Regions from separate parts of the Oryctolagus cuniculus genome. Here region 2 is linked to region 1. Evidence: chromatin contacts called from public Micro-C data. All regions are on one chromosome and are shown on one strand. Each heading gives the region's core, a stretch centred on a gene start, on an enhancer-like site or on the middle of the called end of the contact. The rest is flanking DNA. Distances are from core to core; before and after follow the strand shown. Region 1 holds the start of ASB7 (ankyrin repeat and SOCS box containing 7). Region 2 holds the start of SELENOS (selenoprotein S).

Evidence for each region. A called contact is a pair of places that touch in the nucleus more often than the background predicts.
Region 2: a contact with region 1 is called in a Micro-C map of ear pinna, with 5 times the contacts expected there. The contact joins the promoter of SELENOS here to the promoter of ASB7 in region 1. A contact is called at or near these places in 2 of 6 Hi-C or Micro-C datasets (ear pinna and an unstated tissue).

What each region holds. Positions count from the first base shown.
Region 1 is chr12:9,938,317-9,943,697 of mOryCun1.1, forward strand. It overlaps ASB7 (ankyrin repeat and SOCS box containing 7), which reads left to right and starts at 2,022. Exons shown (of 7, transcript XM_008248763.4): 1 at 2,022-2,683; 2 at 2,772-2,819; 3 at 3,595-3,666. LINS1 (lines homolog 1) reads right to left here and starts at 1,878. Exons shown (of 9, transcript XM_051822935.2): 1 at 1,771-1,878.
Region 2 is chr12:10,471,688-10,477,068 of mOryCun1.1, forward strand. SELENOS (selenoprotein S) reads right to left here and starts at 2,615. Exons shown (of 7, transcript XM_070053318.1): 1 at 2,442-2,615; 2 at 1,976-2,110; 3 at 955-1,061. The coding sequence starts at 2,517.

The DNA of each region.
Region 1 (5,381 bases), core at 772-3,271:
AATGTGACGTTTTGGACATTTCAGGTTTTCAGACGAGGGACACTCAACCTGTACCCCCACCTTTAGGGCCTGGCTCTCTGCTGGGCTCAAGTCCCCGATGCCTCCTGGAGGCCCACAGGCCCCTTCCACGCAAACTCAACCCCTTCCATCCGCCCTCAAACTGGCTTTCTCCTGCACACCCCACCTGTCTCAACCCCCACCCCCCACCCCTTCCACCCTGGACACCTGCTGCAGGCGCCTCCCTGAGTGGCCGCATCTTGGCCCATCCTATGCCCACTGCCTTCTCAAAAGCCCTCAACTCTCCTAGGATAAAGTCCCCAAACCCATCAGCCGGTCTCCCTGGCTCTTCAAGATTGACTCCCGGGGTCTTCTCACCTCTGTGTCCCATAAATTAAACTCTTGGCTTGCTTTCTTTCTTTTTAAAGATGTATTTATTTACTTGAAGGTCAGAGTTACACACACACACACACACACACACACACGGGGGGGGGTCTTCCATCCATTGGTTCACTCCCCAATTGGCCACAATGGCCAGAGCTGCGTCAATCCAAAACCAGGAGCCAGGAGCCTCCTCCCGGTCTCCCACACAGGTGCAGGGACCCAAGGACTTGGGCCATCTTCCACTGCTTTCCCAGGCCACAGCAGAGAGCTGGTTTGGAAGTGGAGCAGCCGGGACTTGAACTGGCGCCCCCGTGGGATGCTGGCACCGCAGGCGAGGGCTTCACCTGCTAGGGCGCAGCGCTGGCCCCATAAGCTCTCGGGGGCACTTTAAGGGTGCCCAGGATGTGCTCCGCTTCCTCCCACCCGCCCGCACCCTTCCAGACAGACACCAGCAGCCCCGGAAAGCCTCCCGCATGTCGACTTCGGGGTCAGCCAGCGCGGCCGCACGCCCGGTCTGCCCCGGTCAGGGCGTCCACCTCCCCGCACGGCCGCCTGACCTCGATCAGGAGTTTCCCAGCACAGGACGGAGCCCAGGGCCCAGCTAAGCCATCCACGGGTAGCTCGTGTGCACGGCGCTGGGTATGACCGCGGGGGACAAACGCCACCCTTGGACCCCACCTGCCACAAAATGTCCGTGCATGTTTCTTCTATACACGGAGGAGGAAGGCTTTCTTTGAGGACACTGGACACGGTCAACTGTGATTGAACCCCAGCCCAGCCCATCCCTCGCACACTGCAGAGCAGCCAGGGACCTCCCCGCAGCCCCGCAGCCCCGCACCGCTCCCGTCCACGACGCCGGCCGTGCTTCTCGCAGCGTCTGTCAGGAGCAAAGCTCCCTCCGGAGGCCCTGCCGCGGAGCCCGCTCCAAGGTCACTTTCCAGCCGGCCACGACCCCCGACGTCCCGGCGCCCGGTCCCGGGCCATTGCGCGTTCGCCGCCTGCCCCGTCACGGTGAAGGCACAAACGTCGGGCCGGCGCCCGGGAACAGCCGCCGGGTCAGCACACCGCCGCGGACCCAGGAGACGCCTTCCCAGCCCGAGTCCGCGGCTCGCTCTCTCTGCCTTCCCCTCACACACGATTCCGAAAGGTCGCTACCCTTGCCGGAAAGCGCCCGGGCCGGCATCACCGGTCCTCCCTCCCACCCCCAGCCCGGTGGCTAACGGGGTCTCGGGGAACCACAGAGCGACCAGCGCCAGGCACCTGCGTCTCCCAAGCGCTGGGGAGCGACGGGTCAAGGCTCGCAACTGCCGCCTCCACAGCCTTTACGCCCCTCAGCCTGCCGCACGCACGCCGCCCCCGCCGCCGAGCCCAGCGAGAGCACCCGGTTACCTGCCCGGAACCCTGCTCACGGAACTCCGCACTCGCAACGCCATTCCATTGAGCCCTACCCTCTCCGGGCCACCGTAGTTCACGGAAAGTACACGATGGCCCCTCCCCCCGCATGCGCAGAGGCCGCGTTCAGCGTACCGCGTCTCTTAGCAACCGCTTCGAGTCCCCCCCGCCAGGGGCGGAGCCTCGGAAGCCACGGCGGGGAAGCCGCGGTGGGGGGGGGGGGAAGCAAGTGAGACCAATCAGAAACGAGTCCCAGCCCAGATCGGCACGCCTCCTCCAACTGTCGCGAATGCGCAGGCAGCTTTACGGCATCCAGGGGGTGGGGGCTGCCGGGGTAAGGAGGAGAGAAGGAAGCAACCAACCAACCAAGTCGCCCCCACCCCCCACCCCCACCCACCCCGGACCTGGTTTACGGCTCCGGGCTCAGGCTCCAGGGCGGCCGCTGATTGGTCGCTGAAGGCTTGGTCCCATCCCAGTGACCCCAAAGTGCTGGAGGGAGGGGGCGGGGGTGGCCCAGTGCAAAGTGCATCCCGAAAGCCCCCAGTCCGGAGACCCCGCTGCTGGCACTTGGGCCCCTGTATGACCCGGGACCTCGCTGTCCCGCGACCTCCTGGGTCCCTCCGCAGCTGGAAGCCTCCGGCCCGGAGTGCGGCAAGCCCCTGCTCCGAGCCCCTGGCCCGGGACTGCCCCCCCACCCGAGCCGGGACTTCCTCCCTGCACCCCTGCCCCGAGGCTGCCCGGCCGCCGGGACCGCCGCCCCGCGCCTGCTCGGCGGTGCGGATGCTCGGCGGCTCGGGGCCGTGAGGGGAGCCCCCGCGTCCGGCCCTGCCTGGGGTGTTTCTTCAATGGAGAAGTTGGCGAGTGTGGAGGAGACGCAAAGGAGGGAGAGGGGCCGCAGCTGAGGGGACAGGTAAAGTCAGTTACCTCCGCCGGGGGGCCGGGGCCGGCCGGGAGGGTGGGCGGGGGCGAGCCCCCTCCTCGCCGCTGCTGTTTTCCAGGTGGGAGCCGGCGGCGGCGGGGAGCCGGGCACCAGCATCTGCGGCCAGGTAAGGAGCCGGGCCTCCCCTCCCCCATTGTTCATCCCTGCCTCCCCCCCCCCCGCGCGGGGCTGCATTTGGGGGGCAGTTGCCTGGGAGTGCACCCTCTCCCGGCCCCGCTGCCCACGCGTGACCCCGGCGCCCCGATAACTCCTGCACGCCGGAGCCGGCTCTCACCCCTGCGAGGGCCCGGCCCCGTGTGTTTCCGCGTTTTGCATGAGCTCTGCCCTGTGGCTTTGAGAGGTTTCGGGTAGCGACCCCCGCTTCCTTGCTCTCGGAGGAATTCCTCAATTCCGTGTTAATTGCTCGTTAATTCTGAAGGACCCTGCGTGTTAATTAACCCGCAGTTTACTGCTCTCCCCGACCCCTTCCCGTGTCCCCTTGCCTCTTCCTCCACCAGGAAATCTTTGGGGTTTGCTAGGGGACGGCCTTTGGTAGGGGAAGGGAAATTAATGGCTTGTTTTAGGAAATAATTTTGATTTTTTTTCCTACTAAGAAGTGGATCTGTGCACCTTCCTCGTGCAGGCAGCAGTAGTGGGAGCACTTGGGGACCGTGAACTCGGCTTCTGGGTGACCGATACAGGTGGACTAGGAAGGGACTGGAGTTTGTTACACCGAAGATCTTCTAGAACTGATAGAATTTTGCACAATGTGTTATTAAGTCATTTGACACTCAAAAAATTAAAAAAAAAAAAAAACACCAAACCAGAGAGATCGTTTGATGTGTTGAAGTATGTGGGGCTTCCAGTGGCAACACTTCGTAAACGAGATTCTCGCTTCACAGCTCTTACAGACTTTGCGTGTCTAGTTCACGTGCCGCTGCGTGGTGTGCCGCTGCCTCGCAGATCCGCCCAAGGTAAGTGAGCGTTAGTGTCGTCCCCGCGAGGCGGACTCGGAAGTCAGGTCTCACGGCAGCCGCGACTTTGTCACCTCCCGTAGCAAGAGTGAAAGGCAGCCTGTTCGCCTCCGAGTTGTTCTGATGTTGCTGACCACTTAGGGAATTTCTGGCGCAAAGACGTTCTTGGGAGAGATTCAGATTGGTGACTTCCTCTGGGTCACTAGACCTTCTGCTCCCACGACGTCTCTGCTGATTCTCTACATGTGGCTGAAGACACTGTAGCGGGGTCTGGAGACCTGGACGCCGTGGGAGACTTGTAACGAGGGTGCTGCTCCGAGGGAGGATGTGGGAGACTTGTAACGAGGGTGCTGCTCCGAGGGAGGGTGAAGGCAGCCTTGGGTGTGCGTGTGGGGAGCCAGGGGTAGCTCCTTTTCAGGTGCACTTGTGTTTGTGGCCGTATGGAGATCACCAGAGACATCGAATGATTAAAACTCTGCCGTGCTAGAGCATTTGAGGTGTGTTTCCTTTGCAAACCTTTTCCTGTTTCACGTTTAGTCAGCATCTGAGGCACTAGGTTTCTGGGATGTTTACTTTGCTGAGGGGTTTTGCCAGCTAAGATGGTAGGCGAGGGACCCAGGGCCTCTCCAGCTTTGAGGTAAAGAAAGAACCTTGCTTTCTCCGGTTGTCTAGCCAGGTCGTTCTCACTGCTTCAGCAGTATTTCGTGTGCCCTCTCGATTTCTCATGCTTTTTCTAAGATTAGGGAATGTCCAGTAGAATTGTCAGCGTCTGTCACGTTTCTAATGTTAGCATGATTGAGAATGTTTGATGTAGGTGAAGCCGAACATCTGAAATATGTGAGTATTTTTATTTACCGACACGGTCAGTTAGGTAGTTGATGTGTTTCAACCTGGCGGTTACCTTGGTGTTAATTCTGTTGCCAGTTGCTTGGTTTTTTGGGGGAAAAATAAATCATCTGGTTTGCTTGGTAACCAGACACACATCTGTGATCACACAGGGGATAATGGATTCTGTTGTTGTTGGAGAGAGCTTCCATCCTCTGGTTCACTCCCCAAAGGCCTGCAGTGGCCGGGGCTGGCCTGGGCTGAACCAGGAACCTGGAACTCAATGTAGGTCGCCCACAGGGGCAGCAGGGACTCAGCTTCTTGAACTTCCACGGCCGCCCCCAGAGTCTGCACTGGCAGGAAGCTCCGATCAGTAGCCGAAGCCGGGAATCTAACCCGGGCACTCGGATGCGGGCTGTGGGCATCTTCGCTGGTATCTTAACTGCCAGGCCGAGCACCTGCTGCAGAATTGTTTTTAATGGAAGATATTCAGCGATACCTGTTCAGTATCACTAGATGTATTATGGCCAAGACTTGTGCTTTCTATACTGAAAGTGATGTCATTCTCAATTAGTCAGCGTGCTGCATAAGGTGTGTCTATTTCATTCTCACTTGACTTTGGTGGTGCAGAGGTTTAAACCATCTGTAAAAAGTCCAGGTTGGGTGGAGTTGATATTCTCATCGCTGCTAACCTGAGTTCCAGCCTCTCTCTTCACTCTGAGCAAGGGAGGCGAAGCCAAGTGCACTCCCCAAGTGGAGCGATGGCCTCTTTCCCACAGATTCCCTAGGCAGCGACATAGGAGGCTGCTAAGCCGATACTGGCAGACGTGGTTAATAAGACAGGGCCAACCAGACCTCGTCGTTTATAGTGTTTGTGACTTAAGCTTCGA
Region 2 (5,381 bases), core at 1,365-3,864, 530 kb after region 1:
TCCCTTCACCCCCACCCTCCTTCCCTCCATCCTCTCCACCCCTCCACTCCCCATCCCTCCATCCTTCCATCCCTCCTCCCCTCCATCCCTCCACCCCTCCATCTCCCACCCCTCCATCCTCTCCACCCCTCCATCCTCCACCCTTCCACTCCCCATCCCTCCATCCTTCCATCCCTCCACCCTTCCATCCCCTCCACCCTCCACCCCTCCATCTCTCCATCCCTTCACCCTCCACCCCTCCATCCTCTCCACCCCTCCATCTCTCCTCCCCTCCATCCCTCCAGCTGCCTGCAGCGTCCCCTGGTTCTTCCTCGGCTTCTCTGCTGACCTCCTCTTCCAATCAAATCCTGCATCCTAAAAAATCTTCCAAAACTGTATCCTCTGCTCCCACCTGCACCTGTTAGCACGACCCTTGCTTGAGCCGTCTGCTGTCCTCCAGGGCACCCCACCTCAGGGCCCTGTGACACCAGCTCACAGGGGCTACGGGGCGAGAGGCACAGCGTGTCTGTGTGTTCTGCAGCCCGAGACCCGGCCAGGATGCTGTGGGGTGACCAGCTCTGCGGAATGCACCAAGCAGGAAACACTGGAACAAAAGCCTCCTGTCTTTAAGAGTGCACACTGCACAACCAATGCACGCTGAGCCGCACCCAGCTCGGTGGGAGGGACTGCCACAGGGACTGCTCCCAACAGGCACGGGCGAGGGGACAACCTGCTCCTGCACTGTGGCAGCCACACAGCCGTCCCTCCACGCCACAGCACGTCTGCCTTGACGGCACCTGGATTTGCAAGTGGGCCCAAAATACCCACTGCACCTGATGGAATAGGCCCCTGTCCTGAAGCTTACAAACAACAACACAGATACACTCACACACTCACACACTCACACACACACACACACACACAGAGCTGTCATGAAGCCTCAGTTTCAGACGACAGAGCAAAACCAGCTCATACCTGTCTTAGCTTTTCCTTATGCTTTTCAACTTGCGCATTGAGTTCCTCTTGCATTTTCAGGCGAGCGGCTGCTAAAGCCTCCTGCCGTCTAACGACAACATCGGGTTCTAAAACGGCAGAAAAGACTTGAGGTTCAGCACCAGGTACAATTAAGATGGAAACCCGCATGCACATAGTAGAAGCAGAAAAGGTTTTCCCACAAGCAGCTCCGTCCTCTGCGTGTATTCTGCAGCTGAGGGGCAGGGGACTGGACCATCGCCCTACACTGCATCTGCAAGCGCAGGTCTCTGAGCCCCTCCCGGCAATGCCAACTACAGGGCTGTGGGGCAGTGGCCCCGCGAGCAACACGCAGGCGGTCTGCTGGCCGCAGTGAGACTCCGTTACACAATGGGGAGTCCTCCCTAGCAGGGTGGCCCGAATCCAGCTGTCAATCAAGGACAGAGTTTTCAGAATCCTCTTCCATCGTCTCAGCAGGTCAGGCCTGCGACAGACAGAGGTGAGGGCACTCTGGGGTTCCTTGACTAGAAGTGACCACCCCCGACGAAGCCCTCTCCTCTCTGGTCTGTATGTAGCCTGCACCTTCCCCTCCGGACCAACGACAGCTGGCTCTGCACAACCGCACCGCTGGCCGACGCGACCACGACCTCCGGGCCTGGCCGGCAGGTCTGGGACGCAGTGCCTAACCAGTGCAAGCGTCACCACTCAGGGGAACTAGAAATCGGGTCTGATGGGCGATGTCGTGACAATCAAAATGTGGCGCTCCATGCTCCTTGGCATAACTCGAGTTAGGAGGCAAACCCATCAAGGGTTCATTTTAACCCGTGCCGTAAACGAACCACCACTAACAGGCGCCGCCCTGAGTGCTGTGCGTACCATCCGGCCGATTTAAAATCCCAGAAATTAAAAAAAAAAAAAAAAGAAAAAAAAAAATACACCTCCCATGCCCCCGAAATCAAGTCCAGGCTCCCACGCCCCTAACAAGGACTAACTGGTGCAGGCTAACACGGGATCGCGCACTGACCCAGCGCGGCCTCGGCGCCGGCCAGCTGCCTCTGCCGCAGGCCCCGCAGGCGGGTGGACAGCTTCTGCAGGACGGCGTAGAGGACGATGCCGCTGAACAGGATGTACCAGCCGTAGCTCGCCAGCACCGAGCCCACTGCAAGGAAGAAGACAGCCTTCAGAATCGAGAGCCGCGCCCCCGCCCGTCCGCGGACCTCGGCGGGCCAGCCCGCAGGCTACAGCGCCGGGACCCCCGAGGAGCGAGGCCTCTCAGCCCCCTGGCAGGTGACAGCGCCGGGCGTCGGAGGCCCAGGACGGACCCGAGCGGGGCCCGGGGACAGACACCCGAGGGGCTCGCCCGCCGCGCCGGGTCCCCGCCGGCGTCAGCGCCCGGCCGCCGGTTAGGCCTCCCGGGGCCAGGGCCGCGGCAGCACCGGGCCACCCACCGAACATGGCGGCGCGCTGGGCCGCGGCCCGCGGCGACTCACCCGTGACGTGCAGGAAGCGCAGCCCCTCGGTCTCCAGCGCCGGCCGCGCGGACAGCAGCTCGCCTTCTCCCTCCATGACAGCCGCCGCCGCCCGGCCGGGACGCGTCGCCTCCAGCGGGCCGCTTCCGGCTCGTCGCTGCGTACACGTGGCGCGCCGGGACGCGACCGCGATCTCGTCCAATCGCGGCTCAGCTTGTGGCAGAGGGGGCGTGGTCGGGGGCGTGGTCAGCCCCGGAGCGGCGGAAACCCGCCCAACACGTCCCGGGCGGGGCCGGGCCCGCGGTGGGTGCGAGTGGCGACTGACCCCTTTTCCCTGATTTTTTTGCTGCATGCGTGCTTTCTTCCTGCTTGGACCCTGAGGCCCAGGAAGTGAGGATGCGCGCGGAGGTGGGATTTGCGTCCGTGTCCTTGGCCCGGGCGCACTGGGCAGCGGGACTCAGGGGCTGGCGACCCCCAGCCACCGAGGGCAGCCGCCTGCTGCCGGGCAAAAAAAAACCCCGCCGACCCTCGGGGTTCTCTGGATCAGTACCACGTGGGCCAGAGTCTTCTGCACGGTCTGGCTCTTAGCAGGTGTCCTGGGGCGTCATCCACGGCTCACGTGACACCGCTCATGCCCACCGTATCCACCGATTTGGAAATTTGACCTCAAGCCGTATTTATTTTTATTTCAGAGACTTGAGCACCCCCATCCCTGGGTCGCTGCCCACATGCCCGCAGTGTCCAGGGCTTGGCCGCGGAACTCCATCCAGGTCTCCTACGTGAACGGCGGGGATCCAGCCACTTCAGCTTCCACGGGCTGCTTCCCAGGGTTCCCGAGGGCAGGAAGCTGGGCTCGGGGACCCAGGGCTGGAACCTGCGCACTGCCACGTGAGATGCAGGTGTCTTGACCACTAGGCCACACCTGCACCCCGAGGGTTTCTTTGAGAAGCAGTTGAAGCACACATACCGACTTGTATTTCAAAAGAGTCGAGGTTCAGGAGCATAACGAATTGAGAAACTAGGGAACAGGTGGTAACATCAGAGTTTGCCACCTGTCGTCACCAGGGTGACTGCAGTACAGTGAGATGAGGCACAGACCCACTGCTCTTCCTTGCTGGTGTGCAGAGTCGTTGCCCGTCCCAGCATGCCCCGGGGGCTGGGAAGCAGATTCCCACTGTGGCACTGGAGGTCACGGGCCACATCAAGTCCAGGGCCCCTTCACCTGACAGCCACCTTGAAAATGGCCTGACACCGGGAGACGGAGGGCTCTGGATGTGGGAGCAGGCCTGGGAGGCTGGCCGAGTCTGGGGAGACTGGGAAGGGGTTTACTTGGTGCCTTGATGCCTTCCTCCCACTTGCAAAGCGATGAACCTTCACTCTGCTCCAGAGTCTTCTCACTTGGCATCTTGCTGGAACTCTGATTACTCCTTGGGGTTATGGTTGCGGTGTGGAGCCCTGGGTATCCTGCATGCAGACAACAGATCAGAGTGCCTGGCCTGTTATGCTGGGAAGGACATTAGGTGTGGGGTCACTGTTCACGGAAGCCACTGGTCAAGGCCTCTCTTCTCCCCGGAAGTTTTTGCTCAGAGAAGGGCTCACAGCACCGAAGTCGGAATCAATGCTTGGGAGCACAGTTTCATTTTTCCTTGGTGACTTGGCAGGACTGGCAGCCTGGGCTCACCCTTACAGTGTAGCTGGGAAACTAAGATACTCGGAGTAGCTGCGGAGGACAGGCCCAGTGCAGACACTGGCTACTGCCGGCCTGCCCCCACCCAGTGAATTCAGTCAGCCTGCACATCACGAAGCGCGGGTGTAAGTGCTTTGTTTCCTTGTTGACCCACATGCTCGTCTGTGATGTCCGTCATCTGTGATGTCACTTGTGGGGAAAAAGTGAACGATTCTTTCACTCAGGGTTTGCAAAGTAAGATGGAAACCAACACCAACTCGTGAAAATATTTCAGATATATAAAATTACCTTTGTATATTGAGAACTGTAGCGTGTATACTTAGATACTTAGTATAATAATAGGAGTAGATTGGGTGGGTGAGGGATAAAGTTTTGTTTCAGTTCCTAACATGTTTTTCTTTTTTATTTTTATTTAGTAGAAAGGCAGAGAGAGATCTTCCATCCCTGGTTCACTCCCCAAATACCTACAACATCTGGGATAGGCAAGGCTGAAGCCAGGTGCCTGGAGCTTCGATCCAGTCTCCTGTGTGGATGGTGGAGACCCAAGAGGCTGAGCCCATTACCTGCTGCCTCCCAGGAGCACTTAGCAGGAAGCGGGGCACTAAGCCAAGCTCTCCAGCATGGGATGGGGACAGCTTCTTTGCTGCTACGCCAACACCCCGTCCTGCCAGCACTGTTCTGGGTCCCAGTGACGAAGTGACACCTTCTTCCTAGCCTTGCCCTGTGCCTGGGTGTGTCACCTCACCAAGCTTGTCCACAGCGTACGGTGACCTCAGCAAAGTTTGCTCAGTGCTAACTGCTCAGGAGTTGTTTGCAAAGGAGGACAAGCGCAGATGGCCACCAGGCCAGCGACCGCGGCAGCCTCGTGACTGGCCTCCCTTCGTCCTTCCTGGCGCCACTGCCTTGCCATGGCCTCCAGGAGCGGGGAAGGCCGTTCTCCAGCCTCCGACTCGCGCTGGGCCACGTGGCTTGCTTTGCTTAACAGCAGTGGGCAGAAGAAAGTGTGTCAGTTTGGAGGCCTTACAAAGCCTCTGGTGTTTACTTCGTGTGCCTTTGTGAGGTTGGCTCACCTGTCCAAGGAGGAGGCAGATAGAGCTGAGCCAGGCCTGCAGTGAACAGAGCCAGCTGTGAGACTGAACCTGACAGCTGGCTCTGTGTGCATAACAGGGCGTACCAGCCCCGAGCACCGTGGCGGCCTCCCACACAGCACTGTTGTGGCAGCAGCTAACCAATAAATTGCCAAACCTCACCTTTCCACAGAAGTAAACAAATGA